2 separate regions of the Mus musculus genome follow, and region 1 is linked to region 2. A link is a contact called in public Hi-C data. All regions are on one chromosome and are shown on one strand. The core of a region is the stretch at or near the end of the contact, and the rest is flanking DNA. Distances in the headings are between cores, read along the strand shown.

Region 1 (7,002 bases), core at 2,881-5,380, 73 kb after region 2:
CTTCAAAAGAGCAATCATTGTGGGCTAGAAACACAGTCCAGTGGCAGAGCACATGTGGCCGTAGGTTCAAATCCCACCACTGCAAAAATGAAAAAAAAAAAAAAAACAGGGCTGGCAAGATGATGGGGAGGGCAAGTGGCTTGCTACCCAGCCTGGTGACCTGAATCTGACCCTAGATCCCACATGGTGGAAGGAGGCAGCTGCCTCACACAAGCTGTGCTCTGACTTCCATGCAATGCTGTGGTCCGTGTGTGCCTCCTGTGCCAAAATCAGAATTGAAACAAATAAAACAACAACAACAGCAAAACCCAACCAAATTAATTTTATAAAAAGGAATGGCCAAACATTAAGATATCACTCACAGATTTTACTGAGGTATAATTGGCATAAAATAAGATATTCACATTTCTTTAAAATGTTAGCAGTTTCATACAAACACACACACAGTGCATTCTAATCTAGTTCTAATTCTGATCTAACCTAATTCTAAGTGCTGTATGTGTAGGATGTATTGTGATCACGCTCTCCATTGCCCTCTGGTTCTTCTCCTTCCCACTGACCCCTTTTCTTCCTCACTAATCTCCTACTTTTGTGTCATTTTCTATTTGACTCCCTGAATTCAGTGAGGGTTGCTTACCTGTGCATGGATGAGGGGTTATCTACTGGCGCACAGACAATTTACTAGGGACTCTTATCACGAGACAAGTATGATATCCTCTCCCCTGGCAACCATAAAGTTCCTCATGAGCGCCTCCCTTATCCACTACAAAGTTCTGAAGAGCCCAGTCTCGGTGGGGATCCACAGCTCCTGTGTGTTCACAAGTGCAATGACCATGTCATATTCATTTCATAGCAACCCAGCCTTAGCTCTTCTCTTTCTCTTCTGTAATGCTCACTGGGCCCTGTAATGCTCACTGGGCCCTGGAGGGGACGGTATCGATGTTTTTTTTTTTTTTTTTTAAGATTTATTTATTTATTTATTATATGTAAGTACACTGTAGCTGTCCTCAGACACTCCAGAAGAGGGAGTCAGATCTCCTTACGGATGGTTGTGAGCCACCATGTGGTTGCTGGGATTTGAACTCCTGACCTTCGGAAGAGCAGTTGGGTGCTCTTACCCACTGAGCCATCTCACCAGATGTTTTATTTAACTGAGCATTCACGGTGGTAACTTTCTCAGCCCGTTGACCAGTGAGGAATCTCTGCTCTGACCCTTGTGAAAAGAAGTTTCTCTGGCCAAGGCTGAGACCAGCCCTACTCTGAGTAACTACTCGTGTTTAAAGCACAAAATTTTATAAGCTTTGACATACGTAGAGATGAGCAGAAATATCACCACAATAAAGTAAAGCTTTATATAATCTTATTTTCTACAGCTCTCAAAGCCTCTGAGAGATTTTTTTTTCCTCTTGTTGGAGTATTTCTTCCAGGCATGCTTTCAAGGGTGTGTGTGTGTGTGTGTGTGGGTGGGTGGGTGTGGTGTGGTGTGGTGTGGAGGGTGTTGTGATATCCTGCATAACTTTGGAGGAGGATCTTTATTTCAGTCACATACTGCATATAGGAATATAACCAGCAAGAGGAAATATATGGCTAGGAAGCAGAGTCTCTTCATACCATGGAAACGAGACATATTGCTCAAACTAGTGTGGAAGGAAGCTCTACTGTTGCTACCTGTTGTATGCCGGCCTGCAGGGTATACCTGGGAGGCAGGCTGGAGCTGAAAGAGACTTAGAGGGCGAGAGGTGAATGGAGACCAAGGCACGATTCTGTTCAAGCCCCGCCAGTTTACTAAGAGAGTGTGCTTATAAGGGGGACGGCCCATCCCCTTCCAGCCCATTCTTGGTGTCTGGAGCCAGCCTGTGGGCGACCTGCAGGATAGAAAGTTCCTCTGGAATATCTGGGGGCTTCTCAGCAGGTAGCAGTGTCTTGGAGAGAGCAGTGGCAGGTGACAGGACAAAAGAGCCAGCTAGGTCGGAAGGCTCCACCCTAGGTAATCTCCTTCTTAGTGGTAGCAAGGTCAAAGTCTGGATCAGCCTGCTTCAGGGCTGAGGGAGGCTACAGCCACCCAAGCACCTGCAGTTTAGAAAGGCTGTTAGTAACAGCTCTCCCTGTGTTGGAAGCGGAGAGTTCCCTGTTGTATAAAACTTTACAAGGAAGGTTCTGTTTGTTCTCTGAAAGGATTACTTCATGATACTTCACCACAGTTTTACCTTCTATCTTTACAGGACAACTTGATTAACCCCCTTCCCACAGCTAGACTGTAAACAATGCAGAACCATGCTATTCTTGCTTATTATTCTAACAGTACATTAGTGCCCCACACTTGCTCATGAAGGCTGATTGTGTTTAGAATGAAGCAAGACTAGAAACATCTTTGAGATAATGTCTTAAAGGCCTTCACTACTGTGATGGTCTGTATATGTTTGGTCCAGTGAATGGCACTATTAAGTGTGGCCTTGTTGGAGAAGGGTGTATCACTGTGGGCGTGGGCTTTAATACCCTCATCATAGCTGCCTGGAAGCTAATCTTCTCCAGATGAAGATGTAGAACTCTCAGCTCCTCCTGCACCATATCTGCTTGGATGCTGCCATGCTCCTGTCTTGATGATAATGGACTGAATCTCTGAACCTGTAAGCCAGCCCCAATTAAATGTTGTCCTTATAAGAGTTGTCTTGGCCATGGTGTCTGTTTACAGCAGTAAAACCCTAACTAAGACAACTACCAATTGAAATCGTTTATACTACACTTGGTAAAGCTTCACAGTCCTACAGGGACACAACTGGAGGAGAACTTTAGGACCTGTGCCATTAGCCAACAGCCATGCTGGACGCACTGAGGGGGAACCAATGTCAGAGCCAGAGCTAGATCCACAAGGATCCACAAGGATCCTGAGTCAGAGGAGCAGGAGTTCTAACTGTCAAGCCCGGATGACGGGGATAATGTGCAATAAGCAGAAACAGTGGCTTTCGACAGGCAGGCAGATGGCCAGGATGAGACATGTGTCATGAGTTCATTTCAAATGGCTTTGGTTTGAGGTGCTTCGGGATGTTCACTGCAGGATGAACTGGAAATGTGGCTGGAGTTGAGGATGTACAGCCAAGTGGGAGGCGAGGCGCAGACTCAAGCAGGCTTGCCAGCTCTGCTCCCTGGCTGTCTAGCTCACCACACACTCTGCATAGCTCAAAAACTATAAGGTTTATTTTGGGGGGAAAAAAGGAGGATGAGAAGAAGAAGAAATAAATATACTAATATCTATCAAGATTCAGTGAACTATAACAGATTTAAATTTCAGTGTTCAAAAGCAGTTTTGCTGGAGTGGAACAATGGTCATCTCTTCCCAATTGGTCTGACTTCATTCCCGCCCCCCCCCCCAAGGATTTTAAAAACTGCATCAGAAGTCGCATGACTTGTGAAGATGTTAACCGTCTGGCCCTTTACGGATATGGCTCACTCTCGTGCATTTATTGCTGAGGCAGCAAAGGCTGCTCTGCTTTCTAAGGCGACTTCCCCAGTAAGGAAGACGGAAAATGGCAGCTGTTATAGAAAACAGTCGCCATCTGTCTTCCCTCCTTATACAGAGCCTTTCAAGTGTTTTGATAAGACATCAATCAAGTTGTCTTAAAATCTGTATTCAAAATTTTACATCTTATTAAAAAAAAATGTGTTGGGAGCAGTGAGATGGCTCAGTTGGTAAAGTGTTTATCGTGTAAGCCTAGTGACCCCAGGTTACTCCCCAGGACACCCATAAACGTGGAAGGAGAAAACTCACTTCACAGACTTGTCCTCTGATATGTATGCCACAGCAAAAGCTTCAGCCTCACACAATCACACACACACACACACACACACACACACACACACACACACACACACCCAACACAGCATGGCACAAACTTCCCACCGCAAACTAATCTTAATAATTTATAATAATATATACATTTGTTACAATGTTTTACTAAAAACTCTCTAAGTACTTCAGGCAAGCCCAAATTATTTGCCTTTTAAAGAAGACTAAAACTCTAGGCCTATAATAAAAACTAGAGTGCATCCTTAGGTCAGACCAAGCCTTACAGGCTATGCTGACACGAGTAAGATTAGCTGTGCTCTGTTCAGCCAAAAGGGGGAGCCATGTCGCCTCTGAGGACCAGCGTTCAGTTTGACAGTCAGCCAGAAACAGATTCTTCCCAACAAGAAAGGCTTCTTGGTGTATTAAAAGGTTGCATACGAGGAACGGCAGTACGGCTGAGGCTATGGATGGTGGCCATTACACCAGGAAAGCCTTGGGCTAGAGGAGCACCAGAGAGGCAGGACACTTGACCTGGCTGCGCAGGGCCCAGAGCTGCAGGTCTAATTAAGGCCTTTGATACATTGTGAATTGAGGTTTTGTACAGGTCGAAAGCTTAGTTCTGTTACAAGCACTGGAACTCCGTGCAGTGTTACCAGAAGCATGTGTTGAGGATGCTGTCCTTTTTCTTACTGCGTGTTTTTGACACCTCTGTTAAAGATTAGGCTGCTGTAGCGAGGCAGCTGGTGGATACAGACTGCTATTCTCAACGGGGTTCTTTTGCATTCCTGCCTCTTTTGTGATTGAAACGAAGTAGGTTTGAAATCCAATCCAGGCAAAGACTGTGTGCTAGCTACAGCTCTAAGAAGTATTCCCTGTCAGTGTTCTAGAAGGCATCAGGGTTGTCCCCAGCAGAGAATTAGAGGATTACCATGCGATGACCTCCAGAGCAGCATGTCTCTGAAGTGTTCTGTATGGACTTCTGTCTGCAGGCTGGAAACGGCCACAGCAGTTGCTGACTGCAGTGTGTAGCATCTTGGAGACCTAGACAGGGTTGAGTTCCCTCTGCCAGCAGTAGTTTAGGAAGATCTCTTCCCTTGCCAGAGGCAGTAGCTTCGAGCACAGGGCCCTAGTTCTACCGAGAGTCAGTCCCTGGAATCCTGAAGGCAGCCATCTCTTCCTCTTCCTCTTCCTCGTCTTCCCCCTTCTCCTCCTTCTTTTCCTCCTCCTCAGAATCCGGGAGTGTCCTGCATTCCAAAGCCCAAATTTGCTGGGCACCAGATGGGTCCCAATTGTTGATATTTTCTTTCTGCTGTTGTTTCCCCATGTTTGTCTCTAATTTTACTAATCTGGATCTTCTCTCTCCACCTTTTAGTTAATCTGACTAGATGTTTATCAAGCTTACTGATTTTTTTTCAACCAACCATTTGTTTCATCGATTGTCTCTAGTTTATTGATTTCAGCCCCAAGTTTGATTATTTCTTGCTGTCTGCTCCTTGAGGATGCGATTTCTACTTTTTGTTCTAGAGTTTTCAAGCATGCTATTAAGTTACTAATATGAGATCTCTCCAATATTTTTTTATAAGCACTTAGTGCTATGAACTAGCCTCTTAGAACATCCTTCATTGTGTTCCATATGTGTGGGGATGTTGGGTTTTCATTTTCATTCAATTCTAAAAACTTTAAATTTTCTTTCTCAATTTCCTGACATTTTCCATTCAGAAGTGAGTTGTTCTGTTTCAGTGAATTTGTAAGCTTCCTTTTGTTTCTGTTGTTGCCAGCTTTAATTCATGATGGTCAGATAGGATGCAGGATGTTTCAATTTTCTTGTATTTCTTGAGACTTGTTTTGTGTCCAGTTATATGGTCAATTTGGAGAAGGTCTCATGAAGTGCTAAGAAGTTATAGTCTTTGATATTTGAGTGAAATGTTCTGTAAATATCTGCCAGGTCCATTTGATTTATAGCATCATCTAGCACCACTATTTCTGTTTAGTTCTTGGCTGGATGACTCGTCTATTGGATGTATGGTCTCCTACTGATGCACAGTTGACTTACCAGCTGCTACACTTGGAGAAAACTGTCTCTCCCTGTCCCAGCAGCTCAAAATTGTCAACAGCTACATGGCCTCGTCTCAGTCACGATAGTGGTTGCTTCATAGTAATTAAAATATAGAATGTACATGTATGTGTAAGGCAGAAAGTATGCTGCTATAAGGATTCTAACTTGATGTTTGGGCCATATTGTCAGTTTTCACTCTATGGTAATTCATATTCAGTGATAAAAACATTTACATAACAGGCTCATGATCCCATTACAATGAAAGTATCTATCTATCTATCTATCTATCTATAATCCTAGAAAGCCAGTTTATGTATGTATGTATGTATGTATGTATGTATATATGTATGTATATTCCAAGAAGGGCAACTTCTAGTGGGAGCTTCTATCAATTTCCTCCTCTCGTCAAACGTCTCTGTCTTTGGGCAGCCCAGGCAACATAGATGGTTCTGTGCTGTGCTGTGGTGTTGCAATGGGAACAGCAGGCTCTGAACTCAGATTTACTTACCTCTTTAAGATCAGTCCTGGAGGCTCACTCCTGAGAGGCTCCGGCAGAGCCTGGCAATACATTGGACTGAGCACCAGGTCCCCAATGGAAGAGCTAGAGAAAGGACTGAAGGAGCTGAAGGGGTTTGCAAACCATAGGAAGAACAACAGTATCAACGAACCAGACCCCCACCCCCACCCCACCACCCCAGAGCTGCTAGGAACTAAACCATCAACCAAAGAGTACACATGGAAGCCCGGTGTGGTGGCACACACCTTTAATCCCAGTACTCAGGAGGTAGAGGCAGGCGGATTTCTGAGTTTGAGGCCAGCCTGGTCTACAAAGTGAGTTCCAGGACAGCCAGAGCTACACAGAGAAACCCTGTCTCGAAAAACAAACAAAAACAAATAAACAAACAAGACTACACATGAAGGGACCCATGGCTCCATCTACATATGTAGCAGAGGATGACCTTGTCGGACATCAGTGGGAGGAGAGACCCTTGGTCTTGGGAAGGCTAGATGCCCCAATGTAGGAGAATGCCAAAGTGGGGAGGTGGGAGTGGATGGGTGGGAAGGGGGCACCCTCATAGAAGCAGGGGGAGGGAGGATGGGGTTTCCAGAGGGGAAAGGGGATAACATTTGGAAATGTAAATAAATAAAATATCCCTCCCCC
Region 2 (6,884 bases), core at 3,812-6,311:
TGGTTCTTTGAGAAAATCAACAAGATAGATAAACCCTTAGCTAGACTCACTAAAGGGCACAGGGACAAAATCCTAATTAACAAAATCAGAAATGAAAAGGGAGACATAACAACAGATCCTGAAGAAATCCAAAACACCATCAGATCCTTCTACAAAAGGCTATACTCAACAAAACTGGAAAACCTGGATGAAATGGACAAATATCTGGACAGATACCAGGTACCAAAGTTGAATCAGGATCAAGTTGACCATCTAAACAGTCCCATATCACCTAAAGAAATAGAAGCAGTTATTAATAGTCTCCCAACCAAAAAAAGCCCAGGACCAGATGGGTTTAGTGCAGAGTTCTATCAGACCTTCAAAGAAGATCTAATTCCAATTCTGCACAAACTATTTCACAAAATAGAAGTAGAAGGTACTCTACCCAACTCATTTTATGAAGCCACTATTACTCTGATACCTAAACCACAGAAAGATCCAACAAAGATAGAGAACTTCAGACCAATTTCTCTTATGAATATCGATGCAAAAATCCTCAATAAAATTCTCGCTAACCGAATCCAAGAACACATTAAAGCAATCATCCATCCTGACCAAGTAGGTTTTATTCCAGGGATGCAGGGATGGTTTAATATACGAAAATCCATCAATGTAATCCATTATATAAACAAACTCAAAGACAAAAACCACATGATCATCTCGTTAGATGCAGAAAAAGCATTTGACAAGATCCAACACCCATTCATGATAAAAGTTTTGGAAAGATCAGGAATTCAAGGCCCATACCTAAACATGATAAAAGCAATCTACAGCAAACCAGTAGCCAACATCAAAGTAAATGGAGAGAAGCTGGAAGCAATCCCACTAAAATCAGGGACTAGACAAGGCTGCCCACTTTCTCCCTACCTTTTCAACATAGTACTTGAAGTATTAGCCAGAGCAATTCGACAACAAAAGGAGATCAAGGGGATACAAATTGGAAAAGAGGAAGTCAAAATATCACTTTTTGCAGATGATATGATAGTATATATAAGTGACCCTAAAAATTCTACCAGAGAACTCCTAAACCTGATAAACAGCTTCGGTGAAGTAGCTGGATATAAAATAAACTCAAACAAGTCAATGGCCTTTCTCTATACAAAGAATAAACAGGCTGAGAAAGAAATTAGGGAAACAACACCCTTCTCAATAGTCACAAATAATATAAAATATCTTGGCGTGACTCTAACTAAGGAAGTGAAAGATCTGTATGATAAAAACTTCAAATCTCTGAAGAAAGAAATTAAGGAAGATCTCAGAAGATGGGAAGATCTCCCATGCTCATGGATTGGCAGGATCAACATTGTAAAAATGGCTATCTTGCCAAAAGCAATCTACAGATTCAATGCAATCCCCATCAAAATTCCAACTCAATTCTTCAACGAATTGGAAGGAGCAATTTGCAAATTTGTCTGGAATAACAAAAAACCTAGGATAGCAAAAAGTCTTCTCAAGGATAAAAGAACTTCTGGCGGAATCACCATGCCAGACCTAAAGCTTTACTACAGAGCAATTGTGATAAAAACTGCATGGTACTGGTATAGAGACAGACAAGTAGACCAATGGAATAGAATTGAAGACCCAGAAATGAACCCACACACCTATGGTTACTTGATCTTCGACAAGGGAGCTAAAACCATCCAGTGGAAGAAAGACAGCATTTTCAACAATTGGTGCTGGCACAACTGGTTGTTATCGTGTAGAAGAATGCGAATCGATCCATACTTCTCTCCTTGTACTAAGGTCAAATCTAAGTGGATCAAGGAACTTCACATAAAACCAGAGACACTGAAACTTATAGAGGAGAAAGTGGGGAAAAGCCTTGAAGATATGGGCACAGGGGAAAAATTCCTGAACAGAACAGCAATGGCTTGTGCTGTAAGATCGAGAATTGACAAATGGGACCTAATGAAACTCCAAAGTTTCTGCAAGGCAAAAGACACCGTCAATAAGACAAAAAGACCACCAACAGATTGGGAAAGGATCTTTACCTATCCTAAATCAGATAGGGGACTAATATCCAACATATATAAAGAACTCAAGAAGGTGGACTTCAGAAAATCAAATAACCCCATTAAAAAATGGGGCTCAGAACTGAACAAAGAATTCTCACCTGAGGAATACCGAATGGCAGAGAAGCACTTGAAAAAATGTTCAACATCCTTAATCATCAGGGAAATGCAAATCAAAACAACCCTGAGATTCCACCTCACACCAGTCAGAAAGGCTAAGATCAAAAATTCAGGTGACAGCAGATGCTGGCGTGGATGTGGAGAAAGAGGAACACTCCTCCATTGTTGGTGGGAGTGCAGGCTTGTACAACCACTCTGGAAATCAGTCTGGCGGTTCCTCAGAAAACTGGACATAGTACTACCGGAGGATCCAGCAATACCTCTCCTGGGCATATATCCAGAAGATGCCCCAACAGGTAAGAAGGACACATGCTCCACTATGTTCATAGCAGCCTTATTTATAATAGCCAGAAGCTGGAAAGAACCTAGATGCCCCTCAACAGAGGAATGGATACAGAAAATGTGGTACATCTACACAATGGAGTACTACTCAGCTATTAAAAAGAATGAATTTATGAAGTTCCTAGCCAAATGGATGGACCTGGAGGGCATCATCCTGAGTGAGGTAACACATTCACAAAGAAACTCACACAATATGTATTCACTGATAAGTGGATATTAGCCCCAAACCTAGGATACCCAAGATATAAGATATAATTTGTTAAACACATGAAACTCAAGAAGAATGAAGACTGAAGTGTGGACACTATGCCCCTCCTTAGATTTGGGAACAAAACACCCATGGAAGGAGTTACAGAGCCAAAGTTTGGAGCTGAGATGAAAGGATGGACCATGTAGAGACTGCCATATCCAGGGATCCACCCCATAATCAGCATCCAAACGCTGACACCATTGCATACACTAGCAAGATTTTATTGAAAGGACCCAGATGTAGCTGTCTCGTGTGAGACTATGCCGGGGCCTAGCAAACACAGAAGTGGATGCTCACAGTCAGCTATTGGATGGATCACAGGGCTCCCAATGGAGGAGCTAGAGAAAGTAGCCAAGGAGCTAAAGGGATCTGCAACCCTATAGGTGGAACAACATTATGAACTAACCAGTACCCCGGAGCTCTTGACTCTAGCTGCATATATATCAAAAGATGGCCTGGTCGGCCATCACTGGAAAGAGAGGCCCATTGGACTTGCAAACTTTATATGCCCCAGTACAGGGGAACACCAGGGCCAAAAAGGGGGAGTGGGTGGGCAGGGGAGTGGGGGTGGGTGGATATGGGGGACTTTTGGTATAGCATTGGAAATGTAAATGAGTTAAATACCTAATAAAAAATGAAAAAAAAAATCAGAGACATTCATTCAGTGTGTGGCAGTGCTCTCAGCTGTCTGCCCCTCCCCACCCTTCACAGCCCACATGGAGGTCAGAGGACATGTGAGAATTGTATCTCTCCGTCCACCATGCAGGCACCAGGAACTGAACCCAGGATATCAGGCTTGATAACAACCCATATCTCCAGAATTAATCATAGGATGTATAATGAATGTTAAACTAAGAATGTAATCTAATTCTTTAGTGGTAGAGGGCTTGGCAGGTGTCATGTAAAATCGGTAGCATGGGTATTATACTTTGGGGACAGTGTGACTCAGGTTTGAAGCTTCTACAGTCACGAATGCTCTCAAATGTTCAAGAACATTGAGGGCAAAGTAAGGCGCATGGAGACCTGTGTAGGCTTGAGCAGAAGCAACAAACAGACACAGGAAACTCTGAAATAGTTTTTAGCTGTGACGTCTCATCAGGCAAAGGTCAATATTGTCACTTTTAGGAGTGTTAGAAGCACACAGTTTTTTCAAATGCCAAGAAGCAAGTATTAGGATGGAGGTGACATTGTGTTGTGACATAAAATCTGCTCATCTGCTCCTGCCTTTGTGCTGGTACCTGCTGTAAATACTAACAACTTCAGAGGTTTTAATTTGTGACTTTCCAGGCTAGAGTGCTACTTTCAAATGTTACAATTTTTTAATGATAGGACCATTTTACCTAGACACCCAAAGGAATTTAATTTTTTTTATGTGCGCTTTCTTTGTAACCAAGACTTGCCCACACCCAGAATTTCTGTCCCTACTCCCCAAGTATGCTGAGTGACATTCACACAACTGTGCCCTGGCAAGAAATTACTGACTCCATCGTACAAGCAAGCGGCAGCGTCTTTGATAGCTTCCTATGTGCTCCAAACCCAGTTTCAAATCAGTAGTCCCCACAATCCTTTAATGCCCTCATCAGACACTGATTTTGTGAGCAGTAAGGCTAGCAGGTCTGGCAAGTTCTGTGACTAAGTACATTGCTATTAATCCATATATATATATATACATTAAAGGGTTCATATTTTTCTCCTCTTCACAACAACTGAACTGTAGGTAGCCTTTCCTCTGCTCTTTTTTCCCCCCTGTCCCTTCTGAGGAGCTTCTAGAAGCGCAAACCTTTCTAAGGGCTCAAGAGTTACTTAAAAGCAACAGAGACAGAGGTGGCACCAAGTCTACCGCAATCACCTTTGAGAACACTCTGCCGCCCCCATCCTGCGAGCATCTGCACCGCACCTCCTGCAAGTTTTCATTTGTAAGCTGATACTCACTCAGAAAATAACACTTCAGAGCAGCAGTCTGACCCGGGAGAGTCTTTATTCCGGTACAACCTCCCGGAAACACAGCGTTTCTCCTCAACAGCTTCTGTTTCAGGAAACGGGAATCTGAAAAGAAAAGTCCTTCCTTGCTCAGACCGTGCTTGTCTAACGCCACGCCAAGACACGCCCCGTTAGGGACTGTTGCGGGAAAGGTCTTCTGGGAGTCGTGTTACTGACTCTGGCACCGTCCACCAGGAAAACCCCAGCTTGGCCTCAAGTGCAAATAAACGTGTTGATACACGTGCCTCTGCGACGCCTACTTCTCCTCTGCGCTCCAATTCCGAGATCGACCCCCAAAAGGGGACAAGGAGAGCTTGTCTTTTGATGACATCAAAATAGTGTCATTATGTTCCTGCTTTCTCATTGGCAGTCTCTTCCTTCACTCTTGGATGACTCCATCTCTGCCCTACTCCAAATAAGGAGTTTCCCTGAACTTTCACAAGGAAAGGAACTTGTCTGATAACTGGTTTGTCTTTCAACGGTCGAAGCAAATGAAATCTGAGACTCAAGTTTTGATAAAAAAACATGTCAAAAGTACATGAAAAGATGTTAAAATGTTTATCAAAAAAAAGACATTTTTTATTGGAAAAGTTTTAAGAGGTCAACAATATTTTAACTTTCTCGAGCCTTTCTGAGCCTGCTGTGCTGAGGAAGTTTCTTTAGAAAGAATAGGAATGGACTTTCTTTTCTTTTTAAGGTTTATTTTTACTATCTTATGTGTATGAGTGTTTTGCCTTCATATTTGAGGAGGTGGTGAGCCTCCGTGTGGGTGCTGGGAATCGAACCTGGGCATCTTTACAAGGGCAACAGCAACAAGTGCTCTTAACCGCTGAGCCAACTCTCCAGGGCAGGAATGGATCTAGTAATACCAACAGGAAGCATTTGGGTAAAGCCTTTGGTACATGACCCAAGAAATGAGAACAGAAATCTCTCCGCACCTGGGCAGCAAATGCTTTAGCCAGTTGGACGGATTCCAGCTCTGCTTCTCAACCAAGTGGAAGGAACGATCCAAGCGGTCAAAAGCTAGATTGCCTAAACACTGACTTGTGATCGGCAATAATTCTTCACCCATGACTTTAGAAGTTGTTCGACCAGCCAGAGTGATGGTGTGCTCTTTTAATCCTAGTATTTAGGAGGTAGAGACAGGTAGATCCCTGTGAGTTCAAGGCCAGCCTGGTCTAACTAATGAGTTCCAGGACAGTCAGGATTACACAGAGAAACCCTGTCTTGGAAAAGAAAAAGCAAACAGGAAAAAAAAAAAAGTTGTTCAAGTAAGAACATAGAATTACTATAACAAAACTTTCCATTTATTTACATAACTAGAGTTTCCTTTTTTAATGTATGTTCTTTCTTGGAATGTTACTTTATTGTAGCTATAGATAATGTGCATCTGTTAACTAACTTCTAAGTACCATAAATATCATTGAGAAATGCACTTTTAAATAGCACTCTGTTATTCGGCATTCATCAAATATGTAACTTTGTATTTATCTTTTAAATAAATTACAAATTAAAAATACATGTATTGTAAGCATTGAATAGGCCTGTCTTTAGAATGTTTATTCAATAGTGTCTGTAGCAAAAAAGAGAAATAATTTTAATATATATATATATATTACTGTATATAAATGAGAAAAACACAGAGATATAAGAGCAAGTTTTGTACTATGAGAAAAGTCTATGAAGGAAACGTAATAGAAACAGAAACTTAGATAGAATAATATAAATTTTCACAATTGTTAAAAAAATCTTCATGCCTTTATAGAGAGATGTTAGGGGTGCCAAATTATTTGACATATAATTTTGCTTGGCCTTTAAAAGAATATGCATGGGCCTTATGGCACACACCATTAATCTCAGCACTTGGGCTTGGGGCAGATGCAAGTGAATATCTGTGAGTTCAAGGCCAGTCTGGTATATAGAGTGAGTCCTAGAGGACTACATAGTGAGATCTGGTCCCAAGGAGAGAAGAGAGAGAGAGAAAGGAGGGAGGGAAGGAAGGAAGGAAGGAAGGAAGGAAGGAAGGAAGGAAGGAAGGAAGAAAAAAGAAAGAAAGAAAGAAAGAAAGAAAGAAAGAAAGAAAGAAAGAAAGAAAGGAAGGAAGGAAGGAAGGAAGGAAGGAAGGAAGAAAGAACATGTAG

What was found. A called contact is a pair of places that touch in the nucleus more often than the background predicts.
Region 1: a Hi-C map of muscle stem cells shows a contact between it and region 2, with 2.0 times the contacts expected there. The contact joins the enhancer-like site here to the promoter of Alpk1 in region 2. A contact is called at or near these places in 6 of 39 promoter capture datasets (the C10 cell line, the HPC-7 cell line, fetal liver and 3 more), 5 of 484 Hi-C or Micro-C datasets (the 63-12 cell line, B-cell progenitors, cortical neurons and 2 more), 5 of 115 datasets of contacts at active chromatin or transcription factors (the 230-238 cell line, CD8 T cells, bone marrow-derived dendritic cells and 2 more) and 2 of 9 other capture datasets (adipose tissue and liver).

The regions. Positions count from the first base shown.
Region 1 is chr3:127,849,406-127,856,407 of GRCm38.p6, forward strand. No RefSeq gene overlaps it. Among named protein-coding and RNA genes, the nearest start is that of Gm35585, 8.4 kb to the right of the region's middle. Within about 2 kb of position 4,131, at least 32 of the 459 cell types and tissues checked have an H3K27ac peak or open chromatin away from gene starts, as enhancers often do. A contact at or near this core is called in CD8 T cells, cortical neurons and muscle stem cells, where this site is marked.
Region 2 is chr3:127,775,466-127,782,349 of GRCm38.p6, forward strand. It overlaps Alpk1 (alpha-kinase 1), which reads right to left and starts at 5,062. Exons shown (of 14, transcript NM_027808.1): 1 at 4,696-5,062.